Regions from separate parts of the Mus musculus genome. Here region 2 is linked to region 1. A link is a contact called in public HiChIP or PLAC-seq data. All regions are on one chromosome and are shown on one strand. Each heading gives the region's core, a stretch centred on a gene start, on an enhancer-like site or on the middle of the called end of the contact. The rest is flanking DNA. Distances are from core to core; before and after follow the strand shown. Region 1 overlaps Sh3gl2 (SH3-domain GRB2-like 2). Region 2 overlaps Adamtsl1 (ADAMTS-like 1).

Region 1 (6,018 bases), core at 1,045-3,544:
TTATTGATCAATCATAAACCAATTGGGGACAAGGACCTTTAGTGTTTGGACATGCAGATTCCCGATTCAAAGCATTAGAACCAATCCCCATGGTGATGATGATGGTGGTGATGATGAGGAGGATGATGATGAAAGTCCCTAAATCAAAGTCACTCAACAGTTTAAAGGGAGATATCCCACCTCAGACACTGAACTTTTTTTTTGGCAGTTGTGGCTCTGGGGGAACCTTATTCCTTGTGTAGGGCAATTCCAATTCAGCAACCGGCTCCTTCCTCATCATTCCGCTTCCGTCTGTGTTCTTCTATCTGCCTTCCCTGTGGATCTTTTCCTTATCAGTGACTCCTTTCTAGTTTCCTGGATTCTACAGATTCTTCAAAGTAAGCACACAAATCCCAAGATTTGGAGCAAGGAGCATGTGAGAACCTGTGATGTTTGTCTTTCTGGGTCTGGGTTACCTCACTCCATATAAAGTTTTGGGATCATATTTGGTTTGTCTGCAAATTTCATTAGTTTTTTTCTTCTTTACAGCTGAATATGACTCCAATGAAATTAGGTAGCATATTTCCTTTGTCTGTTCTTCAGTGGAGGGACATTTAGGTTGTTTCCATGTCCGAGCTATTGTGAACAGAGCAGCAATGAACATGGAGTCACATGTGTCTGTCTAATAGCACTTGGAGCCTATGGGTACATGTGCAGCAGTGCCAAAGTTGAGTCATATGGTAGACCTATTTCTAGGAATGTTTTAGGAACAATCACACTGATTTCCACAGTAATTTAACCAGTTGGTCCTCTAACCAGCAGTGCATGGATATTCCCACTTTCTCACATCCGTGACTACCTTTGGTTTTTTGTTTTTTTTTTTTTTTCATTTTAGCCATTCTGACAAGGGTAAAATGAAGTCTCTAAATACTTGTTATTTTCATTTCTGATGACTAAGGATGGCAAACAGCTTTACAAAATATTTCTTGGCCATATGTGTTTATTCTTTTGAGACCTCTCCCTTCAGCTCCATAGCTTGTTAGTTTTGTTTTGTTTTGTTTGTTGTTGTTTGTATTTTTCTTTGTGATTAGACCTTTGAGTTCTTTGTGTATTCTAGACTCTAATCTTCAGTCAGAAGTAAAGCAGACAAAGGTCCTTTCTCAGTTTGTCAGCTGGCCTAGCCAATTGTGTTCTTTGCAGTACAGAAGCCTTTTAATGCTGTGAAGTCCTAGTTGTTAATTTTTCCCTGGAAGACTGGAGTCCTAGTCTGAACACTTGAGCCTATATCCTGAAGTGTGTTCCCTACTCTCCTAGAAGTTTCAGAGTTTTGGGACAAAATTCATCATTTGGCTGTTTGATCCATTTGGAATTGATTTATCTTCAGGGTAGGAGAGAAGGGTTAAATTTCATTCTTATATATGTAGATGGTATTTTTCTACCACCATTTGTTTAAGATGCTATCTTCTTGCCAGTATGTATATTTGGCTCCTTTGTCAAAAAATAGATGGCTTAGTTGTGTGGACTTACATCAGCATCTCAGTTCTACCCATTGATCAGTATGTCTGGCTTTGTGATGTATTTTACAACTGTCGCTCTTGTTTGTGTAACTTGAAATCAGGAATGGTGATACCTCTATCATTCATAGCTCAGAATTGTGATGGTTATCCAGAGTCTTTTGTGCTTCGATATAAGTTTTAAGCATATGAATTTTAAGGCCTTTTCCCCCCCAATTTTAGTTAACAATTGTTTGAAGTTGTTTTTGAAGGGATTTTGTATGAAGGAATTACAGTGAATCTGTATGTTGCTTTTGGTATGATGGTGAAAGACCCACAACGTGAGGACTCCCCCACGTTTTGACTGAGGAGAGGCGACACCCCAAAATCACCCACAAGAAACGGGTCTTGCTGCAAATTGCAAGAGGATTTTTTATTGAAGAGTGCTCTCGGGCCCACGGTCATACACCACGCAGGGGTAGAGGACCGTGGCGCCCCGAGTAGCTGAGTAAGGGGGTATTTAAAGGAAAAAACCACAACTCAAGGAGGTGGGAAGGGTGTTGTTGGAAAATACCAAAAATACCAGGTTAGAGTCACAAGGAAGTACAAAGTCACAGGTGTCACAAGGAATACCTGGTAATTGTTAACTCTGAAGACAGTTTCTAAGAGCCCCTAACAATAGCACATTTGCATTGCAGGTTCCGGTAATGGTCAGGGTGACTTTCTTTGAATTAACACTCTTTGAACACAGGAAGCGGGTGGGTGGAGGAATGTCACTATCTGTTTTATGATTAGCATACCTTGGAGCACTGAGTTTACTACTCTTTTATTGGCCATTTTAATTTACCAGTCTCTGTGCACAGGACATCCCTTTAACATTCAGTGCCTTCTTCAGTGTCTGTCTTTAGTGTTTTAAGATTTTCATTGTGTAGTTCTTTCACTTCTTTGGTTAGGTTTATTCCAGGGTATTTTGTTTATTTTGAGGCTATAATGAATGGGATGGTTTCCTGATTTGTTTCTCAGCCTATTTGTCTTGATAAAATGGAAGGCTCTTTTGACATGTTAATTTTATAATATGCCTCTTTACTGAAAATGTTGTCTGTGGAGTCTCTCATGTACAGAATCATGCCATATGCAGGCAGGGATACTTTAATTTCTTTTCCTGTTTATATCCCTTTAATTTTTCCCCTCTTGTCCATTTGCTCAAACTGGGACTCAGGACTGTGTGTTCTTGGTCCTGATCTTGGCGAGAACAGAGTAGCCAGGCTTCAGAAACCTTTTCTTTCCTCATCTCTCTTTCCCTTGAGTAACTCATCAACTTTCATTTTTATACCCTCGGGACCAGCCATGGTAGATAGCAGTAAGTATCATCCTGTAATATTACAGGCCCTCTTTCCAGACTCTAATCAGACCTGGCTTGTTCTTGCTTGTTATGAGCCCTTGACATTGAGACCCTCAGACCTGGACATTGACTAGTGATCCGTCTCTCAGAGCATAGTCTGACATCCCTGGGCTTGAAGCCTTGTCAGCTCCCTTGAATGCTTCTGGTGACCAGGGTCTTTTGTTCCTGTCCCCGGCTCCCTTTCATCAGCAACCTGACCTTTCTTATCTTCACTTCTGCTTCCTTTCTTTCTGCTCTGCCTCTTTTCTAAATTCTTGCTCTCATGTGTACATGGGTGTGTGTGTGTTCAAGCTTATGTGCACATGTGCATGCTGAGTCTCAAGGTTGAAGTCCATATTCCTTGATTGCTCCCCACCTCATGCATTGAGGTGTGGTATCACAGTTGAACCCCAAGTTCACTTGTCTGCATACTTTGATTAATCAGCTTGCTCCAGAGATTCCTTGAATGTTGCTCAGCATTATTTGGGTTGTGGGGCTCCAAACTCTGGTCTTCATACTTACCTCTGACTCACCTTCCCATCCTGACCCCTACTGAATCGTTCAACCACTCCTCCAGTTGTCAGTGGCTCCTGCTAGAACAGCTCTAGGTACTAGTCTCCATTGGGATAGTTCTTTTACCAGTACTCCTTCTGGCCAAACTGAAAATATGGTTTGCCAAGACCTGTAACTGCAAAAAGCTAAATAGCTCTGGCTAGCACAGTGACTTCAAGAGTTAGGACAATTGACACTGGTGTTTTTAGAGTTGTTTCAAGATGTCTGCAGATTATTAAAGATGGCTGTACATGCTTAAGATGGCTCTGGCCATCTGTATGACTGAGAACTCTTCAGCTTAAAGCAATGTAGAGTACACCAGGCAGGCCACTTGATGCTTACTAAGGAGCCAGATTCTTCCATTTTTACATTTGCTCACTGCTTTGCTCCATGTGTTATCTTTTGTTGTTGTCTTTATACTGTTTTAGATATTATGCATTCCATTCCTTTGCTGGATCAAATTTTAATATATATTCTCATTAATTTTAATTAAATTTATAAAACACAAAGCTAACTGCTAGAAATTTATTCTGGGGATGAAAGACATCATCCCTCAGACCTTTGGAATATTGATTTGATGTTGTTGTTCGGTAAATCAGGTCTGACATTTCATAGTTACTTGTTAATTGCACAATTATTAATGGTTCTGGGGGAAGAATCCATCATAGAGATGTCACGATTGATAAAAATGTATCATGTTTAACATAACCCAGGTCTCGCTGACTGTCTGTTATGGATCTGTGATTAAAGAGAAGCTTCTGCCTGTAGCTCAGCTTGAGATAGAAGCTAAAATAAATCACAACTTAAAAATAAAAAAGAAAAACAACTGAAGTAACTCTCTTAAAGTTAAATCAAGACTGTTGGAATATCATGATCTAAAGTCTTGGCACTTCATTAGTGAAGTTGTTATTGTTGCTACTTGGTATGGAGAAACACTGACCTCTCTAATCTCCTTCTCATACTCTTTATTACCTCCGGTGGCAGTTTTAAATAACAGAATCCTAATGGAGAAAACACAGATCCATTTCTTTTTTGTCCTTCGGAAATGGTCTTTAGTTTTAGCCAAACCATGTTTACATGCCGAGTTTTCATTAAGTGTGGCCAAATGAAGTTGCTAGCTGCTAAGGGACATGTCAGGAGTGTTAGTAAGCCCAACGTTCTACTTAAAATATGGGAGCTGTTTTCCTGATGTCTTTGGGGTAAAATGGATTGCCATGAATGTGCTAGGAATTCCAGCTCACTATGTAAGCTTGTGATACAAAGTGAAGCCAAGCCTCAGCAATTGTAGCATTGAAGCCAGAGGCGAGCTTCTTGTGCCTGGGGTCCTTAGCTTTCTTGTCTTCACATCATCCTACGACAGTCAAGAATTTGGGAAAGGAGTTTTACATTTAAATACACTATATTAAAACAGATTAACATTTGAAAAAGAAAACAATATTGACTTTGATTGCCATAAATATATACTGTGTAGAAAATTGAAGAGTACTCTTTTGGAAGGATTTAAAACATTGTCCAACCATTAGTACAAAAGACTTTTCTCCCCCGTACTGTATTTTCCCCTTGATTTCCTCATTTTTCATAGAGAACAGTGATCATTTGGAGAAAGAATTATTCAAAATATTTGGGAACTTTTTTTTTTGTTTGAAACAAATTTTTAGTTTTAAATTGACTTTTAATTTTAAATGTACCGAGGTAGGGTTATTCCAGGAATCAGACAAAAGGCCTGGAGGAATGCTGCATCCAGAATCATCCCCCTTCCAAGGATGCCTGATCACCTTTGTTACTCTCCCCTCTCCCTCTGCGTACTTGTTGTCTTTTTCCTGCCCACTTGTAGATTGGTGTAGGCTGCCCACTAATAGTTCAGCAGAGGCATCTAGAACTAAAACACCCCTACCCCTCCTTTTTCTGGAGCTGAGGACTAAAAGCCTTTGCCCTTGCTAGACAAGTGCTCTGCCATTAAACTAAGCCCCAAAATGTTCTTATAAAATGTAACTAGAGTGATTAAAAATTTCAATAAGTTCACAAATTTTAATTTTCTTACTAGTCCTAATAATGACTTTTGTTTTTAATTTCCTCTCTGCTGAGTCCAGGATTCATTTTATATGCTGCATTTAATTGTCTCTTGAGTTTCTATGACCATCATCCAATATGTCATCTTAAGGAATTGGTTTTCCTTGCTTTTCTCCGCATGCTTGGATCCCTCCAAACTGTGGCCCAGGCCCTGATTATTACTGAGTAATTGAAGAGGTAGCCACAGATTGCTGAACAATTCTCTGATGAAGGACAGCAGACGAATTCCCAGGTCTTGGATTTATCAGTAAGGCTACCATGTATGTAGCCTTTTTTGGGGGGGTGGGGAATAAGTGCCCAATAGGGTAATATTGCTGGCTTGTGTGGTAAGTACATGATTATTTTCATTAAAAATTGCTAAACTTTTCAATTATCAAAGTTTTTAAGCATACTTTCATATTTGATGGAGGTTAATATCACTTGGCAGCTCTTCTTTGTAAAGTGTCTCCCAGACGCAGATAAATAAAAATGCTGTATAAGATTGCTTATATATGTGTGTGTGTGTGTGTGTGTGTGTGTGTGTGTGTGTGTGTGTGTGTATGT
Region 2 (6,018 bases), core at 2,259-4,758, 890 kb after region 1:
TCTCAAAAAACCAAAAAAAAAAAAAAAAGAGAGAGAGAGAGAGAGGAAGAAAGAAAGAAAGAAGGAAAGAAAGAAAGAGAGAGAGAGAAAGGAAGAAATAAAGACTAGAGGTCAATGAGAGGAACACAAATGACTCATTTCCAAAGCATACCTATGGGTGATGGGAATCACACAGAAAGGCCTGGCCTTGGGAAGCACAGGTAGAATAGCTGTGGGATCCCCAGCTATGTGGCCATATTCCTTCTCCTTCACTGTTAATCATTCAGATTCATTAATATTGTCTTTGCTCACCATGAGGGTATCTGCCCTAGCTGGTATTCCATGACTTAGTAGTTCACTAGCCAAAACCGCTGACTGTTTGATGGGTGATCATGGTCATGCCATGCTTTTTTTTTTAAATAAATGTTTTTAAATAAGAACTCTAGTCTATTTAGATGTGTCCAACCTTTTGACATTACTGCATTATATTATCATTTATATTCTACAAACTTTGTGCTACCTAAGAACCATGAGAGTAAGATACAAGATAAAACAAACAAACAACAAAATCTCATAATGTTTTGAGTGAGTTTATGATTTTTTTTTTGTGTGTTGGACTGCATCTATTGCTGGCTTTGATCACATGTGGCTTACAGGCCACGATTGGACGTGCCTGAAGAGCCGATCTTATTGTGTATTTCACATAATAGCTAATGTTTCTAGAAAGAAACATTTAAAGCTTCTGAGATGTAATAAAATTATGAGACAATGATTCTGACAGTTTAAAAAAAATAACCACTAAAATAGTCATTAGAGATCAAGTCTGAATAATACCTCATATCTTTCCTGTGAGAGGAAATGATTGCAGTATGGTCATTTTGCAAGTCACATTAAAGTTCTACCATCTTCGCAGTGGCTAGTAATTGTAACAGGATGATATAGCACAGGCTTATGCAAAAACATGTCTCCTAGTTTGCAAGTGGATATGGCCTTGCTACTGTCTGCTGCTGTGAGTGAGCAGATACACCTTGAGTCTTTCTTCTCCCTGGGCAGGGACTTAACATCTTCCATGCTTTGGTGGAGAAATGGGAAAGGCTGGAACTACTCAGATGTTAATGGTGATAAACAAGCCATGGAAAGCCCCTGTCTTGGTTCATAGTAGAAATCTTTTTGTACTAGGACAAGATGAACCTTCTGCAAGCAAAGAGAGTCTCCTCTCTTCTTCAGCCAAAAGTTCACCAGGGCTCAAACAAGTTCTTAATGGATTCCAGCAAGACTCTGTGAAGCTCTAGGAAAGGAGTTTCTGTTTAGAAACCTAGAGGAATGTGCTAGCTCAGTACCACACTGAAATCAGGACCCACCTGCACTCAAGCCCCAGACCCAGCTTCCAGTCTGGTTCCGATTTGGCAGGGGAGGGGGACCTTGGCAGCCTGCCTCTATTGTTTTAAAGCATTGCTGCCATTCTGTAATTCACAGCTCACATCTCACCTCCTCCATCACCCCTTTTCAGGCTGATGAGATATCAGCCCCATCTGTATCCCAAACACAGCACATAAGACCCTTTCATTCTGCTACTCAAGTCTATAAGACGCAAGAGATTCTCAGTTGTTTATACTGATAAAAGAATGAGTTCCTAGAGATAATCTGTCATCATGCCTGCATAGCTTGTGGAGACTTTCTACCCTCATAGAAAGGTACTGGACCCATGAAGATAAATCTGCAGGATACAGAGAAGTGATAGGTTTGAAGGGCCATGCCCAGGCCCAGTTTATTCGTGATGGTGAATTTTCTATGAATGTTTGATTTGTAATCTTTCAGTAGTCTCAATTTTCTTATTAGTCTTGGAGCTGTGTGTATCTTCTAGGAGGGCAAACTAAATCACATAAATAGTGAATAATAATCTTGTCCATGAAATGAGAGCTCAGTTATTTTTTCACACCTATATTTGAGATTATTTTTATTTTTTAAGTTAGCATTCAGAGTAATAAGTATCACCATGGTATTACTAAACATATGTATCATTATACTTTGTTCTTTTTTGCAAGTTTTAAAATTTTTATTGATTTCTTTTTTTAATTGTGTTTGAATTTTTTAAGATATGAGTATTGTGTATAGTTGAGTCTTCCAAGTTTTGGGCTCTTGAAGAATATCACAGAGCAGTTTTTAAGACACTTTAGTATTCTTTCCTTTGTGTCTTCTCCTCCTTCAGCTAATTTGCTGCTATTGTTTTTGTTATAATTAATAGCCATTGTAGCTGGTCTCATCCTTAAACTTTAAGAGCTTTGCGTTCTTGCATGGAGTCTTCATCTTTTAGAGGAGTGATTGCTATACTTTGCAGATAGATAGGCCAAGGAACAGACAGATGAGGTGACATGGACAGAGCCACATAGCTGATAAATAACAAGACTTGAATTTCCATTTATATCTTCTAATTCCAAAGTATACCATGCTCTGAGATCTCTTGATACTATACTGGACTATAGACATCATATAGTTGAATATTGATCTGGCTCTGCAAAAGAATGGCAAAGGCAAACATACAAGCTTCTCTTTCCATGAACACATAAAGAAGCCACAAGACTGAGCAGGGCAGAATAAGGACATCATTACAGAGTTGCACCAAAACCAAACAGTATCACATGTTTACTTGTACGAGTGCATCTAATTACACTGTTCCATCTGTGTGTTCCTTGTGTTGATTATTTGTGTGTGTGTGTGTGTAAATTTGTCTCCTTTTTCCATTGTTGTAAAACAGATGTAACATACAATTTACCAATTTACCCTCTTTTAAGTATGTTGGTCCCGTGATAGTGAGCTCATTAACACTGTGATATACCCATTACTATCACCCACCTCTAAAACTTGCTCATCCCCCAAATGAAGTGCCACACCTATTAATGAATAACTCCGCACTCTCCCCTCACTTGAGCTCCTGGTAGCTGCCAATCTAGTGCCCATGTCTATTTATTTTAGTGCTCATATGAGTGAAATCATACAAAGTTAATTTTCTGCCCAATGTGAGGGGTTTTTCCCCCCAACTTAGGAAGTCTAAAATGCCGAAAGTTTATCCATGTGATCAGAAATTATTATTTAGACAATTTAGCTTAAATTAGAAATCTCATTCTTTTTATGGTAATATTTGAGATAGATGAAATTTTGTTTACCCTCTCACCTGGATGGACATTTTCTGCTTCCAGCAGTAGTGGATAACGCTGTTATTAGACATGCAAGTACCTATTCATGCCTGTGGTTTCAGTTATTTCAAGTCTATACAGAGAAGTCAATTGGTGTATCACATGGTAATTCTATGTTTAAAATCCCAAGGGACTTGCATGTTGGGGCAGGGCAGGGGGTGGGGTGTGTGTGTGTGTGTGGTTTCCCAGTGCTACACCATTTTAAGTTTCAGGCACTTCACCTCCTAGTCCTATACCCACAATTCCCCCAGAGTTGGACTGATAACACCCTTGAAAGCACAGCTGTGACCTTTAAGCCTCTCACCCTCCCACAGAGAGTACAATGCCACTCCCAGTTTGCAGAGCAGAGGCTTGCTCTTTGTGATGGAGATCATGATGCCAGCACTTCTGGGAATTCCCCTCCCCAGGACTCTTCCCCTCCTTTTTGCCCCTCTGCTGTTCCCAAACTCAGAAAATAGCCATGAAAACAGTGACATGCATGTCTGCATGGGAAAAAACAAAAAGAAAAACAAAAGTGTAGCTGTGCCTCTTTGCATTCTAATGAGACGGTTCAGAGAATGGCAGCTTCCTCACCCATCACATGTTGATTTATGATTACAAGCACAAGTTGGGCCAGCTGAAGCCACATCTGCAATTTAAATGACTGCTTACAAAATGGAGCTCTTAATATCTAGTTAGACTCCATGGCTGGCACAGTAATCAAGAAAGCTGTTAGTTATAACACAGTTTCTAACCAGGCATTAAACTGTAATCCAAACAGGAATGCAAGCTTGGTCTGGTTTGTTTGAAGGTAACAATATGTTTGTAGAAACCAGTGGATTTTGCATTTTACTTTGAAAAACATAGAATAGAAATGACATCGGATGCTTTTGATTCTGCCATTTGGGTATTAGCTTGTTTTATTTTGAATTTTGCTTTTACTCTGGATCAGAAATCAGAGCTGCATGTAGACATGGCTGGAGAGGAACATACTGATGCTAGTAACAGTTCTGAACCTTGGGGCAGATGGGTAGTGTACAGACGGCTTGCATAACTCTCCCGCATCCTCTTACTCTGGAAGATAAGAGGGACAGTTTTTCTCCTTTTGTGCAATGTAGTAACTTTCCCAAGTGGAACATTCCCATGATGGCAGCATGCTCTATTCTCATGCTCCAAAGTTTGTATGTTATAGTCGACCTAGGCAAAGCTGAGGTAATGATTCGATGTGGCACTTGGTCTGCTTGCCCACAAGCTATAAGACCTGACCCCTGGAAACGAGAGGTGGATGCTGGAGTCAGCATGCTTCCGAATTGACTTTTCCTCTTCTTCTGACACTGTGTGCTTCAAATTGGAAGTTCACACTGGGATGATAATCACTGGCTTTTGGCACGCTCTAATGAGAGAAGGTCTCTGTGGGGTTAGATAGTTCAGAAGTGTCTGGGCTGAGTTCAGTTGTTTTTTATTCTCTGGACCCTCATCTTCCTTTGTCATCATTAATTTCTCCTTTAGGATGTCCTCAGGTAATAACCTAGTCACTGCTGAAGCTAAACTATATCCAAGCATCAGAAACACATTTTTAAAAAAGATTTATTTATTTATTTTATGTATGTGAGTACATTGTAGTTATCTTCAGACACACCAGAAGAGGTTATCAGATCCCACTATTACAGATGGTTGTGAGCCACCATGTGGTTGCTATGAATTGAACTCAGGACCTCTGGAAGAGCAGTCAGTGCTCTAACTTGCTGAGCCATCTCTCTAGCCCCCAGAAACACAATTTTAGGAGAGGGGTGGTTCTCACACAGGAGAAAAGCCTTGGTGTGTGTGTGGGGGGGGGGGGAGTATTTTGTCTCCTAAATACTTTTCTTTGGTTACATCTTCTTGTCCCAAGAATGACTCTGAGTTGATGCTAAGAAACCAGGGCAGCATTAGTGAGAGGTTGCTGGTGGGCTAGGCTTTGAAACAGAGAGTCAGAAGAAGCCTTCCTCAGAAGCCTCTGCAATAAACAGTGTGTTCTCACTTGGGCCGCTGGTTAGTGCCAGCTCTTTGTACACATCCTCCAGTGTCTTGAGTGATGGAGAATGATAAGGAAGCATATATTAGAAGGTCAGAATCCCAACTGTCATATTCTAGGTGTGCGACTTAGGAAGTTGATTGGCTATGTCTTATGTATAGTCACAAAATTGATTGTGATCTACTGTCCAGTCTACATGAAGTCTATAAAGGACAAACCATACCCAACACACAGAATATGATTCACAAACACCCCATTCCTTCCCCAGTCCTGTTCATTTTTTCATTCTTTCTATCACTGGGCTCACTGCCGTCATTTACAATGTCCTAGTACACCTTTCTCCTCTGCATGTGCGTGACTTTTATGCTGCCCTTCTGTTTCCTTAGACACTACAGTTATCCCCTGGCCAAAGTAAAGAACCATTCTTAGTACAAACAAAAACTCAGCTAACAATTAACAATCTATTTTCTCATGATGTATTCATTGGAAATAATTTAAATACTAAAGGCAGATAGTTGACCTGACAACTCAACACCCAACTGCTCTGCGCAACATACTATTCATAACTATTCTCACCTAATACTAACAAATATTTTCTCCTACTCTGTGATATATATTTCACTAACTGGTTCTTTGCAACTTCACTGCGCCTACAAGGAACAATGAGCTTAAAATAATAGAATTGTGATATTAAAATTTGCATAAGGAGTCGGAGAGATGGCTCAGTGGTTAAGAGCACTGACTGCTTTTCCAGAGGTTCTGAGTTCAATTTCCAGCAACTCATGGTGGTTCACAACCATCTGTAATGGAATCTGATGCCCTCTTCTGCTATGTCTGAAGAAAGCAACAATG

Evidence for each region. HiChIP or PLAC-seq counts read pairs in DNA pulled down with a chosen protein or histone mark.
Region 2: a contact with region 1 is called in an H3K27ac HiChIP or PLAC-seq map of embryonic stem cells, with 2.3 times the contacts expected there. The contact joins two enhancer-like sites.

The regions. Positions count from the first base shown.
Region 1 is chr4:85,287,012-85,293,029 of GRCm38.p6, forward strand. The region is part of intron 1 of Sh3gl2 (SH3-domain GRB2-like 2); the gene reads left to right. Among named protein-coding and RNA genes, the nearest start is that of Sh3gl2, 85 kb to the left of the region's middle. Within about 2 kb of position 2,295, at least 7 of the 459 cell types and tissues checked have an H3K27ac peak or open chromatin away from gene starts, as enhancers often do. A contact at or near this core is called in embryonic stem cells, where this site is marked.
Region 2 is chr4:86,180,328-86,186,345 of GRCm38.p6, forward strand. All of the region lies in intron 4 of Adamtsl1 (ADAMTS-like 1), which reads left to right. Among named protein-coding and RNA genes, the nearest start is that of Adamtsl1, 130 kb to the left of the region's middle. Within about 2 kb of position 3,509, at least 41 of the 459 cell types and tissues checked have an H3K27ac peak or open chromatin away from gene starts, as enhancers often do. A contact at or near this core is called in embryonic stem cells, where this site is marked.